3 separate regions of the Mus musculus genome follow, and regions 1 and 3 are each linked to region 2. Evidence: chromatin contacts called from public ChIA-PET and HiChIP or PLAC-seq data. All regions are on one chromosome and are shown on one strand. Each heading gives the region's core, a stretch centred on a gene start, on an enhancer-like site or on the middle of the called end of the contact. The rest is flanking DNA. Distances are from core to core; before and after follow the strand shown. Region 1 holds the start of Smo (smoothened, frizzled class receptor). Region 2 holds the start of Smkr-ps (smal lysine rich protein 1, pseudogene). Region 3 overlaps Ube2h (ubiquitin-conjugating enzyme E2H).

Region 1 (3,782 bases), core at 921-3,420, 250 kb before region 2:
TAGTTCAGATCCCACATCATTCACTTCTCACACTGATTTCTCTTTGCTGTAAACTACCATTAATTTTACAGTAGCTAATAAAGATATATAGCGATGATATGTGTGTGTGTGTGTGTGTGTGTGTGTGTGTGTGTGTGTGTGTGTGTATACACATGTAATCTATGAGGATACAAAGAGTGTAAGAAGATAAGGTTCCTGTACTGGAGAAATTTTCACTGCTTTGCAAGACATTGTGGATGTTGATACAAAGAGTATTGATACAAAGAGTATTGATACAAAGAGTATGAGGATAAGGTCCTTGTACTGGAGGATAAAATTAGCTACTTTTCATGACATTGTGAATGTTTCTTGAGAGCAAGTCTTGCCAGCACAGAAAAATAAAAACTCTCAAATTCTACAAGGATACCACCACTTGAGTACATGCTAGGATTTTAGGAAGGCTTCTGATGATAGGGTTTTTGTTTTTGTTTTTGTTTTTTGTTTTTTGTTTTTTTTGAGACAGGGTTTCTCTGTGTAGCCCTAGCTGTCCTGGAACTCACTTTGTAGACCAGGCTGGCCTCGAACTCAGAAGTCCGCCTGCTTCTGCCTCCCAAGGCATGCACCACCACGCCAGGCTCTGTTGAAAGTTTTAATTGTCAACTTGATACAATCTAGAATCCTCCGGGAAGAGAATCTCCATGCAGGATCTCTAGATGAAGCCAGCCTGTTGGTGTGTCTGTGGGTGGTTGTCTTGATTACACTAAGTGATATAGGCAGGTCTGCCTGTGATGGGCAGCACCATTCCCAAGACAGGGGATCCGGGACTGTGTTAAGTACAGAGAAGGTGCTGAGTACCAGTAAGCATGCATGTATTCATTTCTCTCTGCTCTTGATTGTGGATGCAACCAGCTAAGGTCCCTGTCTAAGGTTTTCCACAATGATGGACTATGACCTAGAATTGTGAGTCCAGAATACATCCTTTTAGCCTTATAGTTGCTATGTCAGGATATTTTATCACACCAACAAGAATAAAATTAAAACACAAAATGAGCCCCCAAATTGAATTAGATTCCTCACATAGTTCTGGAGACTTGGGTACCAATTAAGCATGTATCTGAAGTGTAGGAGTCAATTTGCTCTTAAACAACAGAGATAACAGAAACGATCTATATCTGGCTGACTGTGAGCTATTCTTACAGAAACAAGAAATGAAAAGCTATGCTATTGAGTTGTCCGTCAACAAGGAAAAGTTACTCAAGGTTCATTCAGTCCAGTCTCCTAGCCGTTGAGGGAGACTTGCTTAGGGGAGCTGTGACTTAAAGAAGCTGCAAGAAAGAAAGAACTGACGGAAGGAAGGAAGGAAGGAAGGAAGGAAGGAAGAAAGAAAGAAAGAAAGAAAGAAAGAAAGAAAGAAAGAAAGAAAGAGAGAAAGAAAGAAGAACTGAGTGGAGAAGGGAACGACAGAAACTTCATGAGGCAGCTGGGCCACAGGTATTCATCCAAGATGGACTAGTTTCCTGCGGACAAACCCGAAGGTGCATCAGGGACAGTTGATGGAAATCACAGTCCATCCAGCCCTGACATACCTGAGCGATAAAGGCTTGGTGTTGACATGTTCTCAGGATAGACATCTGTCCCCACAGGTAACAGCAGCTACTCTGAGTGACTCCGAGGTTATTTCCCCATATATATCTCGAGCAGGAAGAATTTAAAGAAGCAAAACCCCCAAACTCCGGTTCTTCTCCACCAGGGTTCTAGGTAAAGTTGAGAAAGATCTAACTAACAAAAAGCAAGAAAAGATTGGTAGGGCTGGGGAATTGGGCAGGAATGGAGTGAAAACTCTTGCCTGCTTTAGGCATCCCCCTGCCACCCTAAACTGAGAGAAATGTCCTCTCCTAAAAGTCACGTCAAACAACCTTAGGACCAACTAAAGATTCAGTCAAGTGCCTCTGGGACACAACTTGCACGCATCCCCCCCCCCCCCCCCCCCCGCGAGGGTCTTCTGTAGGGTGAAGGTTCCCGAATACCCCCACCCCAGCCCCTTCGGGCATTTAGGCCGCCAAAGCTGGGGCTCCTCCTCTCCAGCGTCTGACTCTCCCCTTGCTTTTCTTCGCTCGGGCCCTCCCCCAGCCTCCGCGGATGGGGGGGCCGGGCTTGGCTCCGCGAGGCCCGTGCATTCCAGAGAGCAGGGCCAGCTAGAGCAACAAAGGAGCCCGGTAGTCGGCAGGGAGAGCTCAGGGGGCTGCGGCGCGCTCGCGCGGAGGTGGCTGCTGGGCCGCGGGCTGGCGTGGGGGCGGAGCCGGGGACCCACTCCCGCACCCCCCCCCCCCCCCCGGCCGGCGCCTGGCCTCCATCGAGGGGCTGGGAGTCGGTTTTAATGGTGGGAGAGGGAATGGGGCTGGAGATCGGGGCCCCGGAGGGTTCCCAGGGTTGAAGACAGCTTCGATCTCCAGGCCAGGGAGTCCGGGGTCTGTGCATCCTGGCCCGGGCCTGCGCTGCTCAACATGGGGCCCGGGTTCCAAAGTTTGCAAAGTTGGGAGTCGAGGGGCCCGGACGCGCGCGGCGCCTGGCGAAAGCTGGCCCCAGACTTTCGGGGCGCACCGGTCGCCTAAGTAGCCTCCGCGGCCCCCGGGGTCGTGTGTGTGGCCAGGGGACTCCGGGGAGCTCCGGGGCGCCTCAGCTTTTGCTGAGTTGGCTGTTTGGCCATGGCCGCTGGCCGCCCCGTGCGTGGGCCCGAGCTGGCGCCCCGGAGGCTGCTGCAGTTGCTGCTGCTGGTACTGCTGGGGGGCCCGGGCCGGGGGGCGGCCTTGAGCGGGAACGTGACCGGGCCTGGGCCTCACAGCGCCAGCGGGAGCTCGAGGAGGGACGTGCCGGTGACCAGCCCTCCGCCGCCGCTGCTGAGCCACTGCGGCCGGGCCGCCCACTGCGAGCCTTTGCGCTACAACGTGTGCCTGGGCTCGGCGCTGCCCTACGGAGCCACCACCACGCTGCTGGCTGGGGACTCGGACTCGCAGGAGGAAGCGCACGGCAAGCTCGTGCTCTGGTCCGGTAAGCGCGCGGGAGTCGGGATTGCGACGCGGAGGTGATGGGACCGGCCACTGACGGAAAGAAAAGGCTCAGGCCTCAAACTGTTGGGCGGGCGCGGCTTGCACCCGGAATAGTTGGAGAAACGAGTCCGGAACTTTTGGGACAGGTTGCGTGCGGGAAGGAGACTCTGCGTGTTGGAGAAGGGGTCGGGGCAAGAGACCAGGGAAGCCAGTCGGTCACAAAGAGCCCGAGTAAGGATGGGGTTAGGGGGATGCAAGGAGGGAGAAGAGATGTATTCGTGAAGCAACAGTCCATGGGGATTCTGGGCAGTGTTCAGACCTTGAGGCAATCTGAGTTGTAGAGAAGAAAGAGAGGATGAAGGTGGAAGACATTTAAGGATTTGGAGGGAAGGGGCGAGGAAAACTTGTACATTCTGAGAAGGAAAAAAAAAATGCCTCCTTGTAGTAACTAAAAAGCCAAACGAACCACCTGGTAATCTTGATTTAGATCAGCCCAGGGAACCAATGATTTTTGTCTTGTTTTTACCCGTTTAAGTTTCCTTATCTGAAAAATGGAAGCTCTGATCCACTCGGGTTAAGAAGGAGGGAGACGATTTAAACAGTTGTTTGTGGCTCTGTGGAAATGTGAAGCCTCACGCCAGTGTATGCTGTGGAGGAACATTAAGTCTGGGGTGTTGAGAGCCTGTGGGCACCGTCCAGAGTGGCAGAAAGTCCTTTCCTTGGGGTAGGATTGTGACAGAGCCTGAAAACAGCAGA
Region 2 (3,518 bases), core at 73-2,572:
AGCTGCAAACAAAACAAAGCAAAACAAAACATTGAGATACAGGCAGGGAAAGGGGCTCACTCCCAATCCTTGGATTAGAAGCCAGTCCACAAAGGAGAAAACACAGAGTTTGCCATATCAAGGGATATATAAATCATGATAAAATTGCCAGACAAAACACAGTCTTGTCAGTGAAAACTCCAAAGGACATAAAGACTTGATTTTGAAAGTCATTTCACTAACCAGGCTGGAGAAAAGCTAGCAAAACCTACTATAGCATGTAAGGTCTTTTCAGGATTTTAACCTGCTTCTTGGTTCACCTGCCTCCTGCCCTGGGTTTACCATATCCGGCCCATGATTTGGACTGTTCCTGGTCGTTTGGGTTTTTTTGTTTGTTTTGTTTTGTAACGTTTATTTGTTTTTATTTTTTTGTGTGGTGAGTGTTTTGTCTGCATGTGTATCAGTGCACTGTATAGTGAGCTGCCTGGTGCCTGTGGAGGTCAGAAGAGGGCGCTGGATCCCTGGGACTGGATGGTTGTGAACAGCCCTGTGGGTGCTGAGAGCCCAACCTGGGTCCTCTGCAAAAGCAAGTGCTCTTTACCACTGAGCCAACTCTGCACCTATCACTTTTAACTGTGGCCAGCGCTTGCAATTCATACCCTTCCTCTTTGCTGTGTTCCCATCTTCCTCCTCCAACCTTTTTAGTTCAAGAACCTTGGCTCATATTGGGCACTGAATTCCCATGGCAAGCGGGAGTCAGGCACGCGACAGATATACAATATCCGCTTACTGAATAAAATGGAATGGCAAGTTCTAAAAAAATAAAAAAAATAAAAAAAAAACAATTGGAGTTATGCCCCCAAACGCATTCCCTTTCTGGGAGAAAAGGATGGACTCACAAGGTTAGAAGCTAATCCCACCCATAATGTACGAACCCTGCCCACTTTCCTCTCCTGAGGCCTGTACTAGACTCTTACAGACATTTCTTCTGTTATTCTCACCTCGACCCTCAGAGACCTTATTCTTGTTTATCAGAAGAAGTGAAAGAGTTTCTGAAGATTTCAAGAGACTGATTTAGCTTACACTCTCTCTAGCCTTTCCTTCCCAAAGACAAAACTGCTGATCTTGGCGGCCCGCCCCTTCCCCTCATGCCCCGCCCAATCGCACTGCCGGAGACAAAACTTTGCAACTTTGCTCCCAGTTTGAGTTCTTAATCATCGTCACCTCCGCGTAAACCGAATCGGAACACACAAACTGAGCTCACAAGGGCTCCGCCCAGTGCGGCATGCCCCGCCCCGGTGCCCTAGCAACAAATAAACAGTTCGAGGTTCCGCGGGGTTTGTGCACTCGAAAGCGAGCTGTCCGGGTGCCGCCCCGAGTGGAGTGAGCCGAGCCTTGCTTACCAGCATCTGCGCCTCCGCACACCGCGAAGGCGCCCAATTGGAGGTGCGGCCACGGCCGGGGCAGGCGGCACAACGCCGGTGAGAGCGCTCGCGGAGGCTAGGGAAGCACCAGGATCGGGGCCGGAAGACTGCGACGCCGGGGTGGGGGAGTAGAGGTGGGGGGTATGGGGAAGAAATGTGGGGCCTGAATTTCGAGACTGGGGACTGGTGTCACAATCACCTCAGCTGAGATAGAAATGACCACGGAAATACCCATCTTAAAGTGGGAGGTTCGCAAGCGCTCGCCATAGCCCCAGTAAGCCTTTGAGACCTAGGTCTTTTGTCGTCCCCACCGGTACAGTTCAACCCAGCGTATAGTAGGAGGGCTCATTCTGAGACGGACTTAAGATGGACTTAAGATGACCTGCATCTGATGGACAGCAGCAGCAGATTCAGGCTGTACCCTTTCTGTGAAACTGGTTTTAGTCCCTTGGTTCTGTGGGGTAACTTTTTTCACTCCTAGAAGATGCTTTGGCGTTTGGGAAATAGAGGAAGATCAGCAACGAGGTTTGGATCCCCCCAAACTAAGTACACGCCAATAAGGGACTGTTCAGGCTGCCCTGAGATGTATGGTGGAATTCTTTACATGTAATAAAGTAAGGTTGGCCTTGGGAGGAGGGAGAGGTGTCCACACTGCATCTAACCCCACCCTACCCTAACCCTCCTCCTGCCGGTGCCGTCCTTCCCAGCCTCATTTTTCTTTCTAGAGTGGCTGTGGTTTTGTTGCCCCTGTCCGCAGCCCTCAGGGACACGCTGTTCTCTTCACTGTTGAACTTGCTGCTAAGCATGCACTGGGTAAAGGGGCCTCAACTTCTTGCACAATTATGGTATTACCATCTCTGCTTAAGGAAAAGTCTTCCCCGAACTAGACGGATGTTGCTCTCCTTGCACCTGCCCTATGGCTGCTACTAGTCTTTTTATCTCCTAGAGTAGAAATACCTCCTGGTCCCTCCTGTCCTGTAAGTACCCACAGCCCTTTGCACCACGCTTGAGGTGTCCTGCCTGTCTTGCTTTCCTTTAGCCTGCAGTTTGGGATGTGTTTAGTAAGCCTGCGGTTCTAATGTTTTCTTCTGGAACTAAGTATAGTATTAAGTAAAGGTGCCATCTCCTGACTTGTTTCTCGGCTTCTACTCTACTGCTCTTCTTTTTCCGGATCCAGGAAAATGAAGAATAACTTACAAAGCCCTCGAAACTAACGGCTTCTTCCGGCTCTTTGTATAAATGTCCAGCTTGTTAGTTTACAGAGGCTGAAGGCCAAAGCTGCTCTTCACTTGCTTTCCAGACCTGATCGCCCCTCCCCCTTTCCATCCCACCCTGCCCTACTCCCCATTTGCTTGTGGACAGCCACTCTGATCTTGGTTGGTCCCTTTATCTTTGCATAGCCTCTCCAACCGCAAAGTGTCTGTATTTATTTCTTCAGGTGGCTATGACCAAACACCTGAAACAACAGTTCAAGAGAAGGAGGGCTTATTCGGGGTCACACTCAGGTTTCCGTCTCACGTAGTGGAGAAGGCAGAGCTTAGGGCAGCGGAGAGTCCAACAGGGAAGGTCAGAAAGCAAAGAGGGTAGGGCCAGGTGAGACCCACCCCTAAAGACCTACTTCTGCTACCTAGTTCTACCCCCCTAAAGTCTCCTCAAGGCCCTCTTGGGAATAAACAATCAACATGTGAACCTGTTAGAGACATTTCATATTTGAACCAACACACCCATCTGATTGTAATTCATTATTCATTTAGCAAATGGTTCATCCATTCGGTGTGCCAAATAATAGTTTAGGCTAAGGAATTCAGTGGTAAACTCACAAACCAACCCTCTGGGTTCCTCTCAGTTACTATTAATTATTAATCACTATTAAGTAGTTGGAATGGTTTTAATGAGACTATCCTCCATAGACACAGATATTTGAACCCTTGGTCCCCAGTTGGAGCACTATTTAGGGAGGTGGTTGCAGCTCTGGAGGAAGTCTGTCGCTGATGGGGTGTGGGGAGTGCCCTGAGATCTCCCAGACTCCCCTCCCACTTCACTCTCTGCTTCCTGCCCCGGCCACGCCTCCTCAGTAGGAAGTCTGTCTCTGTAGGGCAAAAGTGAGCTCCTCCA
Region 3 (3,288 bases), core at 347-2,846, 240 kb after region 2:
GACCAAAAAAACCAAGAACAACAACAAAAAAATATTGCTTTTTCTTTGCTTTCCCAATTTAATTCTGGGGAGAATGAATCAAGTATGACAATGGGTTAGGCACTGTGCATAGTCATACACGCTTTTGATCTCAGCACTGCGAACACAGAGGCAGGGGGATCTCTATGAGTTTGAGGCAAGCACTGGAACTGAGTTCCAGGAAGCCAAGACTACACAGAAGACTGTTTCAAAAAAACTAAAACAAAATAAAAACAAACAAAACCCCAGACAGACAATGGGTTAAAAATGGCAAACAGTGACTACATTACGAGGAGAAAGGGTGGCTTAGTGGTCAAGGGTTCTTGCAGAGGACCGGAGTTCAACCAGACGCACCAACATCAGGCGGCTCATATCTGTCTGTTACTCCAGCTCAGGGGATGAAGCGCCCCTCAGGGCACTTGAACTTACACATACTCACCTACACGTACAAGATGAAGAATAGAAATAGTTGTGCAAACCATAAGCCAAAGCAGGGGGAATTAGCAACAGTTCTAATTAAGAGGTAAGATAGTAACAGCAGTGTCCCACTAACACATCCCAGGAGCCACAAGCCAAAATCTTGCTGTGTACTCCAAGCCGGCCTCAAATCTCAAATTCATTCATTCATTCTCTCTCTCCCTCCCCCGCCCCCCTCTCGTGTGAGTACACTGTAGCTGTACAGATGGTTGTGAGCCTTCATGTGTTTGCTGGGAACTGAATTTTTAGGACCCCTGCTTCTCCCGGTCGTCTCGGCTCACCAGGCCAACTCTACTTGCTCTTGTCTACTGTCCACTGTAGCTGTCTTTAGACACACCAGAAGAGGGTGTCAGACCTCATTATGGGTGGTTGTGAGCCACCATGTGGTTGCTGGGATTTAAGCCCAGAACCTTCAGAAGAGCAGTCAGCGCTCTTACTCGCTGAGCCATCTCGCCAGCCATGGCTTCAAATTCTTGATCCTTCTGCCTCACCCTTCTTGCCCCCAACAGGCTGGAATTATAGGCATGGGCCACCATGTCCAGTTTGGCCAGACACACTTTGAGCTTTGCTGAGCGCTTCACTTCAACCAGAGGTGGTTACCACCAAGTCCATCCACACATAAAGAAATGGAAGCTCAGGGCTGGAGAGATGGCTCAGTGGTTAAAAACACTGACTGCTTTTCCAGAGGTCCTGAGTTCAATTCCCTGCAGTTACATGGTGGTGCATGATTTAACATCTGAAAAGTAGAGAATTTGCAAGTACAAGTCCCTGAAATGATGGCTAATTGTAGTTTCAGTGGGGCAAAGCAAGTTATTCCTAGATAGCAAAAGTGTCTGTAATGGGATCTGATGCCCTCTTCTGGTATGTCTTAAGAGAGTGGTAGTGTACTCACATACATAAAATAAATATATCTTAAAAAAAAAAAAAAAACCAAAAACCTCAAAAACCCAGAGGCCTACAGAGGTTACCTATTGCTGAGCTTATTTACCATGCTGTGCCCAGGGACAGGCTGTCTCTCTGCAGCTTCCCTTTCTAGCAGAGTGGGCATTAAACACTAAAAGGTCCACACTGACTCTGCGGCTACTTTTTGCTTCTTGTCAAGTCCCCAGGGAGGAAACAGCTCACGCTGCTCATGTGGTTTATGACAGGTGCTGCTGACAAAGATTACTACTGACTGTTCCCACCCAACAACAACAAAAACCTTTTAAAAATAAAGTATAGGTTTTGTTCTCTGACACTCAGAAGGGCTTTGGGGCTAGAGAAACACTGTAGACTGCCTATTACATAACCAGGGGAGTGCTCGTATTCTAGAAAAAGATCTAATAAACTTTTCTACTACTTTTAAGTACCTCTGTCAATGTGCTTGCTTCAAACAATAAAAGAACCCTTGAACATTGGTTCTTCCTTCCGGTTTCATCACTGCTGACCCACTGTTACAGACGTGCTGAGGCACACCTGTAATGGGGAGTGCACAGCAGTCCCGGGTGCAGATCATCAGCTTCTGGGCACCAGAGCTCCTGGCTCTGGCCCGGAGGCAGTGGGACCTCTAGGAATTTGAAACCACAATTAGCCATCATTACAGGGACTTTTACTTGCAAATTCTTTGCTTTTCAGAATTATTGTGAAGGCTGGCTCAGTAAGGGGGATGCTTGCCTCTTAAGCATTAAGACCTGGGAGTTTGAATCCTCAGAATTCATGAAAAAGCCAGGGGCACACACTTGTCATCCCAGTGCTGGGGAGATAACTGCAGAGCTGGGCAGGTCCCTGGAGCTTGACAGACAACTAGCTTTGCCAATTGGTGATATTCTATACCACTGAGAAGCCCTGTCTCAAACAAACAGTTCAAGGTATCTGAGAAACAGCATCTGAGGTTGTAGTCTGACCTCCCAAGAGCCCTGTCTACACTCTCAGGACCCGCCGCCCACCCCCAGTTTGTCCTACTGTCCATCCTCCGGCTGTGCGTGCACCAAACAAACTTACTGTGATTTCAGAGTATTTGTAATGTAAGCATTAGCTTGCAAGCCACATGTGGTAGCACAATCCCAGCGTTCAGAAGCAGAGTTTGAGGTCAGCCTGGTCTATATAGTTGAGTTCCAAACAAGTCAAGGCTACAAAGTAAGACTTTGTTTCACCTATCTCCCCCAAAGAATTAGCTTTGTATATACACTCTGGAAGCCCACTGTCTTATAATATTAAAGCAATAGATATGCTGATAACTATAAAATCTTTGATATAGTTCCTTCATATTTCTAGTTTTATTAGATTTGACATGCATAAAATTAGTTTTGTGAAAATCCATTCCCTTCTGAAGAAGGAAGGGTTTCACTGAGCACCCTTGTCCTTGGCCGCTGGTGGTTGGAATGACTATGGTTCCTAGCGGTGGGCAGTTTAGGAAGCATTAGAAGGTGTGTCTGGAGGAGGGCTTGCCTCCCTCTCTGCCTGCCTACCACCTGCATAGAGGCGAGGGGAGGAGTCAGTGGCTCAGTAAGCTCCACACTGTGGTTCCAGGCCACGCCTACTACCATGAGAGGAATGGACTCATCCTCAGAAACTGGAGCAAGTCCCAATTAAATGCTTTCTTTTATAAGCTGCTTTGGCTATAAGAAATAAAAAGTAAGAGCCCAGTCCTCAGAAAGGAGTTTTCTGTTTCTTTTGTTTTCGAGGCAGGGTGTAGCCCTGTGTAGACTATGTAGCCCTGGCTGTCCTGGAACTCAGAGATGCAGAGTTTGATTAGGCTTTTTTCCTCAACTGCCTTGAGAAAAATGCCTCTGCCAGGTCTCATCTCTGTCAAGG

Evidence for each region. ChIA-PET counts read pairs in DNA pulled down with a chosen protein or histone mark. HiChIP or PLAC-seq counts read pairs in DNA pulled down with a chosen protein or histone mark.
Region 1: a contact with region 2 is called in an H3K27ac HiChIP or PLAC-seq map of embryonic stem cells, with 3 times the contacts expected there. The contact joins the promoter of Smo here to the promoter of Smkr-ps in region 2. A contact is called at or near these places in 1 of 115 datasets of contacts at active chromatin or transcription factors (embryonic stem cells) and 1 of 9 other capture datasets (adipose tissue).
Region 3: a contact with region 2 is called in an RNA polymerase II ChIA-PET map of memory CD8 T cells, with 11 read pairs. The contact joins the enhancer-like site here to the promoter of Smkr-ps in region 2. A contact is called at or near these places in 1 of 39 promoter capture datasets (embryonic stem cells), 7 of 484 Hi-C or Micro-C datasets (embryonic stem cells and muscle stem cells), 5 of 115 datasets of contacts at active chromatin or transcription factors (effector CD8 T cells, embryonic stem cells, memory CD8 T cells and 1 more) and 1 of 9 other capture datasets (embryonic stem cells).

Annotation. Positions count from the first base shown.
Region 1 is chr6:29,733,327-29,737,108 of GRCm38.p6, forward strand. It overlaps Smo (smoothened, frizzled class receptor), which reads left to right and starts at 2,171. Exons shown (of 12, transcript NM_176996.4): 1 at 2,171-3,027. The coding sequence starts at 2,685.
Region 2 is chr6:29,984,007-29,987,524 of GRCm38.p6, forward strand. It overlaps Smkr-ps (smal lysine rich protein 1, pseudogene), which reads left to right and starts at 1,323. Exons shown (of 2, transcript NR_040264.1): 1 at 1,323-1,460.
Region 3 is chr6:30,225,590-30,228,877 of GRCm38.p6, forward strand. All of the region lies in intron 5 of Ube2h (ubiquitin-conjugating enzyme E2H), which reads right to left. Among named protein-coding and RNA genes, the nearest start is that of Gm31221, 49 kb to the left of the region's middle. Within about 2 kb of position 1,597, at least 48 of the 459 cell types and tissues checked have an H3K27ac peak or open chromatin away from gene starts, as enhancers often do. A contact at or near this core is called in effector CD8 T cells and memory CD8 T cells, where this site is marked.